Regions from separate parts of the Rattus norvegicus genome. Here region 1 is linked to region 2. Evidence: chromatin contacts called from public Hi-C data. All regions are on one chromosome and are shown on one strand. Each heading gives the region's core, a stretch centred on a gene start, on an enhancer-like site or on the middle of the called end of the contact. The rest is flanking DNA. Distances are from core to core; before and after follow the strand shown. Region 1 overlaps Mical2 (microtubule associated monooxygenase, calponin and LIM domain containing 2). Region 2 overlaps Mical2 (microtubule associated monooxygenase, calponin and LIM domain containing 2).

Evidence for each region. A called contact is a pair of places that touch in the nucleus more often than the background predicts.
Region 1: a Hi-C map of the A7r5 cell line shows a contact between it and region 2, with 2.8 times the contacts expected there. The contact joins two enhancer-like sites. A contact is called at or near these places in 3 of 12 Hi-C or Micro-C datasets (the A7r5 cell line, the Rat2 cell line and kidney).

What each region holds. Positions count from the first base shown.
Region 1 is chr1:175,917,874-175,922,256 of GRCr8, forward strand. Mical2 (microtubule associated monooxygenase, calponin and LIM domain containing 2) reads left to right here. Exons shown (of 31, transcript NM_001395865.1): 22 at 1,924-2,108. Among named protein-coding and RNA genes, the nearest start is that of Parva, 62 kb to the right of the region's middle. Within about 2 kb of position 2,993, at least 11 of the 93 cell types and tissues checked have an H3K27ac peak or open chromatin away from gene starts, as enhancers often do. A contact at or near this core is called in the A7r5 cell line, where this site is marked.
Region 2 is chr1:175,881,319-175,885,929 of GRCr8, forward strand. Mical2 (microtubule associated monooxygenase, calponin and LIM domain containing 2) reads left to right here. Exons shown (of 31, transcript NM_001395865.1): 16 at 1,984-2,052. Among named protein-coding and RNA genes, the nearest start is that of Parva, 98 kb to the right of the region's middle. Within about 2 kb of position 3,038, at least 25 of the 93 cell types and tissues checked have an H3K27ac peak or open chromatin away from gene starts, as enhancers often do. A contact at or near this core is called in the A7r5 cell line, where this site is marked.

The sequences.
Region 1 (4,383 bases), core at 1,743-4,242, 37 kb after region 2:
GGCCCCTGGAGGGGGCACAGGATAGAGCCACAGTAATGGATTTACTGATAGGTTAAACAGAGAAAGAGAACGCCAGGCTGTCTCCCCAGTCTTGACTTGAATTACTGAATGAATGGTACAGATGTTTCTAGAGGCATCTGAGGGCAAAGAAGGGATGGGTAGTGCGAAGTCTTTGTGCAGCACTCTGTGCTGGACCCACTGGGTTTGACTGGGGTGGGCCTCTAAACTGCCACTGAGTTCACAGTTGGGCATTGAGTCTACAGTTTCTGAGAAGCCCCCTTCTCTACAACTTAAACGCCTGCACTTTTTCTTTCCTGCATGCCCGTCAACACCGCCATGCTGACTGAGGAAAGCCACGTGTCCATTCTGCGGCTTAGGAACTCGGTCCCTAGAGATGCATTTGTTTGGCCCCAGGAGCTAAGCAGCAGAGCTCTGGTTGACCTTTGTTTCAGTTGTGGGTTTCGTCTCGTTTAGGGCAGAGTCTCCTGTGGCCCAGGGTGGCTTTGAACTCACTGTATAGCTAAGACTTGTTTTCGAATCTTGATGCCCCTGCCTCGACCTCCAAAGTGTTGAAATTACAGATGCCTGCCACCACGCTCAGTTTAGGATGTGCGAGGACTGAGGCCAGGGCATTGTGTGTACAAGGCAGATTCTCCTCCAACTTCCCTCCATCCCCAGCCCTGAAGCCATGGCTTGGGAGGAAGGAAGGTCAGAACAGCCTTCATTAAGGTGACTCAGGAGGCCTGGGGTGGGAACTTCCTTCTGTTCTGTCCAACACTGTAGCCTGCTGGGACTGTCAAGGCCAAGTGCCCCAGCCTGGGAGCCTCCTGGAAATGTCTTCCCACACTCTGGGGGGCTGGGGTACACTGTATGACAAGACTTTTTCTGGAGAGATGCAACACACATGTCTAGTCACCCCAGGTAGGGAACCCAAAAGTCCAACTTGGTGAACCAGGAGTTTTATTGGTGCTACTTACAGGAATATGGGTGAGGGGTTACTTTAGGAGCAGAAATGACTCAAAGACAGCTCACCCCAGTGTGGGTGACAACTCACAAAGCTGGGGGCCTGGAGTGTGCTGCACAGCCTGAAGGCAGCTCAGCCTGGAGAGTGTCTTTTCCAGGCACCTTTGTTGATCTGAACCTCTCCTGGGGCAGCTTGGCTGGTTTCTGCTCCTTCCCAGTAGACTGGTGTCAAGAGCCTTTTTTTTTTCCAGTTAAGCTTTTCTGAGTTGTCTTGGCTGCTTCTCTCTCTCTCTCTCTCTCTCTCTCTCTCTCTCTCTCTCTCTCTCTCTCTCTGTCTGATCTGTCTGGGACTCTTAGCTTTTATTGCTTACTCTGGAAAGGAGGGGTCTAGTGAATCTGATCAGATTCAGGAACTTCCTGTAGCTACTTTGAGTTATAACTTTCCTGCTTAAGGAGTTTCCTTGCAGGATGGAATATTTCAGAATTGGAGAAAACTGTCACACAAGTGTGAGATAAAAGGGTGGCAAAGGAGCGTTCTCCTGGGGGCTCTTAGGAAAGGATCTGTCTCAAGCCTCTCCCTGGCCTGTAGATGGCATCTTTGGTTTACAATGGCAGTCATCTTCTATGTACATTTATGTCCCAGTTTCTTCTTAAAGGGCACCGGTCATAGGATTAGGGCCCACCGAAATGACCTCATTTTAACTCAGTCACCTCTTTAATGGTCCTCCCTCTAAAAGCAGTCATGTGCTGAGGAACTGAGGGTTGCCCTTTCAACATAGAAATCTAAGGGGATATAATTAAGGACATGACAGAGCTAAGTCTGGGTCCAAGCACAGAGGTAGCTGAGCTGACATCTTTGCTCCAGGCCCTGAGGACTGTCAAAGGGGCTGATGACTAGGAGGTGGGACATGGGGGGCAGGGGGATGAGCTTCTGAGTCACCCTCCTCTTCCTTCTTCCAGCTCTGATACAGAATCCGACTCTGGCAGCATCATAGGCCCCTGCACAGAGGCCTGTGAAGAGAGACCCCGCCTTCCAGAATCCCCACCTCTATCACAGCCTCTAACCCGGCACATCTCCCTGCGGGAGACCCTGACCCAACCAGTCTCTCTACTACTACACCACAAGGAGCCACAAGCTGTGCCTGGTGAGTAAATGGCCCACCAGGCTTCATTCAGGGACACAGAGAAGAAGCACGGACCCTCAAATCCCAGGGGATGGAATCTTTGCTAAATGAAGAAGTACACACAAGGGGAGTGGTGGGGACCAGACCTGGACTCTGTCTCCAGAAGCTTCAGATTCACAAACATGTAGTAGTTCTGGGCCGCCATTGGCTGTCGTAGGTAAGGACCTCCAGGTCTCCTTTGCCTGGAACAGCCACTCTGTGTCTCAGGGGCCCCTCCAGCGTCCCATAGTTTCTGAAAATAGGAGCATGGGCCTGGTTGCTATGTGACCCTAAGTAACTCAGTCTCCTAGAACCAGCTGAGCATGCACCTCTCAGGGTGGTACAGGAAATATTACTTGGGGTGTGGGGGTGGGGTGAGATGCACCTAAAGTTGATCTACAAGGAAATGAAGGTAACTTTTTCTGGGCCTCCTGTACAAATGCCTCCTCTCCATGTCTAGGCTGACTTGAAAGGTGAGTAGCATGTAGCTTATTCTGCCGGATATGCTGTGGTCTCTAGCCAGTGAGCAATGTGGCCAGGGCTGGTGACCCTACTCACTAAGCTCAGGCCTAAGAACCTGTCTTTAGTAACCCAGCTCTTGGCTCAGCAATGTGTGAGCAAATCAGGATGACCTCTGACTTCCTGGGGACCCTGGCAGGGCCTGGGGAGAAACATGGCAATAGAAATCCGCCACCCTAAATAACCTGTGAGAGCTGGTGGTCAGTTTGTCCTGCACTGCCCTCTGGTGGCCAAGAGCAGAACCTCCAGCTCTTTCTCTCACCAGTGTGGGATTTCCCAGAAGACCAAGCCTAGGAAGCCCTGGGCCAAAATAAACAAACACAGAAACTTGTAGAGACATTTCCCAGCCTTGGAAACTCCGAATTTAACCTTCAATGTGAGCCTTTAAGAACTAGGAAGTGGTCAGGCACAGTATGTGGCTAACGCCTGTAATCCTAGAACTCAAGAGAGGATTGCCACGTGTTTGAAGCCAGACCAACCTGGGCTTCAAGAGCAAGGCCCTAGCTCAAAAACAAAAACAAAACAAAACAAACAAACAAACAAAAAAGAAACACTGTCTTAATCATAACGCTGACAGAAGGGAAGTCTCCCTGCTGTTCACCCTTTTCTCTGCTTTTCCTCTCTCCTCAGAGGGACTTTAAGCACTTCTCCCAGAAGCTGTAAATCAGAATTATGAGTTTGTCTGTATGAAAAAATAAAGCTTATAGATGCAGAATGGCAAAGCCAGTTTAGGAGGTAAAGACTCTAAACAGCCAGTGTGACAAAGGAAACCCAGCAACAGTTATTCTCACTGGGGGAGCGTTAAGGCTCATCAGTTAGTAGGTGTGTGCTGACACAGCTTTGCTCAATGCTTGTCTGAGTTTGTGTCTCGGCTGCCGTGATAAAAATGCTGACCAAAAACAGCATGGGGAGGAAAGGGTTTATTTGGCTTATAGGTTTTCATCTATAAATGAGAGAAGGCAAGGCAGAGACTCAAGACTGGAACCTGGAGGCAGGAACACTGTTCCATGGAGGAACACTGTTTACTGGCCTTCTTCCCCTGGCTTACTCAGCTATCTTTCATATACAGCCCAGGCCTGCCTGCCTAAGGATGTCGCTGCCCACAGTGGGCTGGGTTCTCCTACATCAATTAGCAATTGAAAAAATACCCCACAAACCAATTTGATAGGGATGGGGAGAGATTCCCTTTTTCCAGATATGTCTAGGTTTCGGTCAAGTTTGCAAAAACTCTAACCAGCACAATGCTTAACTCTGCATAAAGCTTCTGTTTGTCAAATAAATGATGTTGAGAGATGTCATGTCCTTAACAATAGCTACCCATGTCTGGTTTTTAGGCCCCTGTACTGGCAGGGAAGGGCATGCCAAGACCTGACTCTGTGAAGCACGGATTGGCCCTCAGAACCTAGAGAGTTTGGTCTTGACGGTAGAATAAAGTCAACTTTATTCTGCAATGGATTACTGAGCAGATAGGAAAGTGGGTAGATCATTTGACTTCCATCTGCCTGTTGATTCCGTCCTTAACAGTCATGATGATGGTTGACAGACAAGCCCTAGTGCAGATGTAACATTTCTTATATAGATGCTGCAGAACAGATACGACATGTCCCTCCTCTACCCTCAACCCCTGCCGAATGCCCACGTGTTGCAGGCTTGGTCACTAGCTCTTGATGGTTAATTAAATCATGAGTATTGCTAATTTTAGTGGATTAACTTGTCAATGAGGCCATAGCTGAGTGTG
Region 2 (4,611 bases), core at 1,788-4,287:
GAAACATAAATAGATCTCTACATTTTAATTTTTCTTTTGTCTCTGCCTACATCTCAGTAGCATTTTTCCAACGGAGAAAGTAAGCATTGTTTGGACGTACACACTGCTAACCTTCCCTTGCAGGCAGCATTTTATTTCCCAGAGTCCTCGTGACGGCATCGAAGAAGCAGAGGTTGCCCCCTTGTACTCCATTTATTCTCCCAGAAGATCTGGGATCTTTTTAGGAGCTGCTGACTGGGCCCGCCACCGTGGAGTGCATTGTGTGAGCCCATAGGTCACATGTCTGGATGGGGTCTAGCCAGGCTCCCGTTGTGTGAATAGACCCACCCTAGGCTGAGAAGTATAAAAGAGAGAGTCGCATGCATTGCTCTTTGTGAGAAAAGCCAAGTCCTCATTGAAAGTGGAAACAAAAATACAAAGAGAACTCTAAGATTATGCACCGAGCATTCTTGTTGATGGGACATTCTGTACTTTCACAGCTCCAGTCTCTGGGCCTAAGTGGCATTCACAGTCGGTGGAGCCGGGAGCCCAAACAGCCTGAGTCTCTAAAACCCAATATTGTTGAAAATAAGGTCATCTGTTTCTCTTGGTGTTTGCCCAAGCATTTAGACTGAGATTATTTCCATTCACAAAATAGTGATTTATGAGAAGCTGAAGGAAATGTTGAAGGGAGGCGGGGCCCTCTGATCTGTTGTTTGATGGTGCCCTGGTCAAATTTTTAAACAAATTTCCATGACTAAACTATGGTTGTTTTTTTAATGGAGTTGGTGAACATGGCAGTTGTGTGCGTGCACATGCGTGTGTGTGTGTGTGTGTGTGTGTGTGTGTGTGTGTGTGTGTGTCTGCATGTGTGTGCGAGTTCGTGTCCGTGTGAGGGTGTTTACTACACTTGAGTGATGCCTAGTAGACTCAGTGCTGAGACTGCTATTTCAGAATAGCCAAGCCTAAAACAACCCTTCTGGGGCCGAGCCACGCCAAGGCCTGGATGGGTATTATGCCTAGGTGTACGGCGAACCTAGAGCACTTCTTCCTACACGGATGGTGTTTGAAAGGCTGGGATGTGGCTATGCCATGGAGGAAGTCAGAGTGTAGGAGAATCCATGTAGACTGATACATGCTCTGTGGGTCCGACTCCAGACTCCCCGGGAGAAAGTCCAAGCCACTGGAAGCTGACAGTTAAGATATTTATCCTTAGGAAGTAGACCTAATCCGGGATCAAAGATTCATGTTAAGAAGTTACTATGTTCAGCCTCCACCCCTATCCAAGGCCACAGTGACAGCTCAGTCCTTACAGCTCTCCTCATGCGTCTAGGCCAGTTTCCTAGGCCTTGGTTGATTGTTCAGAGCAGGGAGTGAGCTATGAGATGTTATCTGGCCAGCTGGGTAATATCTGTGAAAGGGAGTGTGTCAATGAAGTGTTACAGTGTGCGGGGGAGTCAGCAAATCTGAATTGGCCTTGGCAAACTGGACATTTGATCTCTAGTCCTCAGGTCGGATCTAATGTTTATTTGAAATGAATTAAATCATATAATGGTACCTGGATTGCAGGTTTAATTTGACACCAAAGCCCTGGAACTCCTAAGAATGTTCCTTGCAGGTAAACCTGTCCAGTGTCTTCATGGGAGGCCCAGGTAGCATAGGAAGTCTGGTGGTTTCCACAAGACAGTTCACACAAAAGCTATCACCCAGCCAGGCCTGGCTCTGACCTTAGGCACATGATTAACCCCCCTCTGAGCCAAAAGCCACTGGGATAGAGAAGAGGCCTACCCTGCCTGTGTCACAGGGATTCTGGAGATGGAGTAGAAACACTCTCCACTGTGCCTGACTGTAACCCCATGCCAGCACTTGTTGATATGGGGCCATCTTTCTCCATGTCTACCGTTAGGCTGACAGCTGTTTCCAAACAAGCATGCATCCTTCTGTGCTTCCAGTTCAAACACTGTCCACGGCCCGGAGCTCACCATGTTTTCTTGGCCATTGCAGGTAGACGCCCAGACTGAAGAGAATGACGTGAACAAGAGGAGGCGGCAAGGCTTCAACAACCTGGAAGAGGTCTGTGTGCTCGGGCTCAGCTCATTCAAAGGTCCATGTCCTGAGGACCAGTGGCTTGGGTGTGCTTGGCTATGTCACTAGCCCGAGTCCTGTTTAGTTTTTTTCTCTTGTGAGCCACCGGGATCCAGGCTCAGTTTGATAGAAAAGCAAAGTCGGTGTTCTGATCCCCACTTTGCTTCTTCCTAGCTGACAATGAAGCCTCCCTGGGATGAGGGGTATGTCTGTCAAATGTGCTGATACAGCCAAACTGCTTGATACTTTGCAGGGCTTGTAAGTTTATAAGATGATCTATATACTATAGCTAATTAATATTGAATTTTTAATTACACTAAGTAGGAAAGAGATACCAGCAGGCCCTCTGCATTTTTTACTGCCTTTTGGACTTGGAGTCTTAAGACAAATGTTGTGTGCTCTCGAGCGCCACCATCTGGCGAAAGGAGAAAATTGTAGGAGACTGTGTGTCAAAGTCTAGAACTTGTCTCTGAAAAATGTTAGCCTAAAGTGGGCGCAAAGAAATAATTTACAGAGACATAAGATATGCACTTCATTAATTTGTCCCTGTGTGTGCACATTTTGGAGGCTAATCATGTACCTTGTGTGCATGCGAAGGCCAGAGATTGATGTCAAGCATCTTTTCCTGTTTGCTTTCCACCTTATTTTTCTGAGACAGGGTCTTACAATGAAGTGATGTCTTCTCCATCCAGCCCATGAGCCCCAGGGATCAGCTTGCCTCACTTCCCAGTGCCATAGCTGTGGCTGTATACCACTGCACCCAGCTTTCCGTGTGGGTGTTGGGGGGACCTAAAGTCTTCATGTTTGTGTGCCAGTCGCTGTCAGCGAAGCCATCTCCCCAGCCCTGGGCTTCATTCTCAAAAGCCATCCTAATTCTGCAAAAGGAAGCATGCATATGTCAAGGGGGCGGAGGTGCCAGCTTTAGCTAGCCTGCTGGCTAATGTTAGAGATGACTCAGAGGCACATGGGACAGTTTGTAAACTTCACTGATGCTTGACTCACTGGACTCATAAAAGACATGCCCCTTCTGTGTGGTTGAAGAGGCTTTATTGCTGTATTTTGTAAAACTTTATTCTTCATGGCTCAGACTTGTCCCACCTCCCGGCAAGTGAGCTGTCAGTCAAGCCAGCAGCCCACCCTGATAGAGCCCAGCTGCCCACTCATTACCTCATTTTCTGATAACACCTGATAAGGTCATTACATCTTGCAACGTGAACATGTTCACTGTCCCCCTCTGAGCTGTTCCCAGAGCTTTTGGGGGTGATCCCATCAAGAACTGTGGCTTCAGGGAAGAGGAGAATGGCTGAGAAGTTAAGAAAGCTCACTGCTCTTCCAGAGACTCAAGTGTAGTTCCCAGTACCTACAAAAGATAGCTCTCAACTGCCTAAAACTGTAGCACCAGGGGATCCAATGCCCTCTCCAGGCCTCCACAGCCACACATGCGCATGTCTGTCTGTCTGTCTGTCTGTCTGTCTGTCTCTCTCTCTCTCTCTCTCACACACACACACACACACACACACACACACACACACACACACACGATTTTTTAAAAATAAAAATGAAGGAAAAATACAGGCCCTGGACTCAACAAGTCAAATCTGGTTTTCAGAAATATTATTGGGGCAGCAGTGAGTTGTCCTGGCTGACTGATTTTGTGCAAACAGTGTTCACTCAGTACCTCCTCCCCCTTGAGCCTACATTCATGTGCAAGCCACACTTCATGCACTAAAGCAACGACCCATTTTGTGTTTGTCCAATGCTTGGCCAAGCCATGCATACACAACTCTGCTCCCCCATCCCAGGCTATTTCTCTCTGGGACCTTGTTTCCCAGTCAACTTTAGCTTGTGTCTTCTCATGTGTTTCTTCTGAATGAGTGCGTCTTTACCGCCTCCAGAACACTGTTCCAGTGGGGAAGACTCACTGCCTCAGTGAGATGCCGACCACCCTCACTTGGCGAAGTCCCCCTCCCTGTGTTCTAAGGTGTGTGGGCAAAGATTCCACGGAACAGGAAAAGACATTAGGAAATGCTAGAAAACTTCAAATGTTATTAATTAGCAGATGAATGAGAAGGAACTCGGTTTTATAAACCATCATAGTGAGGTCTTCATCATCCCTCACAGTCTGGTCACCATCATGAATTCTCATAGGATGGGTGTGAAGCTCCCCTCGCCCCTGTGCCGTGAAACCACAGAACCTCCAGTGCAGGCTACATGTGTGAACACGTCAGACCAACACAGAGTCAGGATCCTTTATAAAATAACCACCAAGTGCCCTTCAGAAGCATAAGAGTCTGGGAAGGCAGAGAATGCCAGAGATTGGAGGAGACGCAGGAGACAAGATGACTAAATGTGTGGGATCCTGGATTCGAGCCTAGAACTAAAGATGGGTGGGAACGGAAAAGCTGACTTAATCCAAACAGAGCCCCTGGTCCAGATCACAGCATTAAGCCAGCGTCCACTCCCCTGCTCTGATAACAGTGCTGAGGTTATTCCTGAAGCTATATCAAAGGCAGCAGGGAAGGGTGCTCAAGAGAAAGCCGTGCTTCT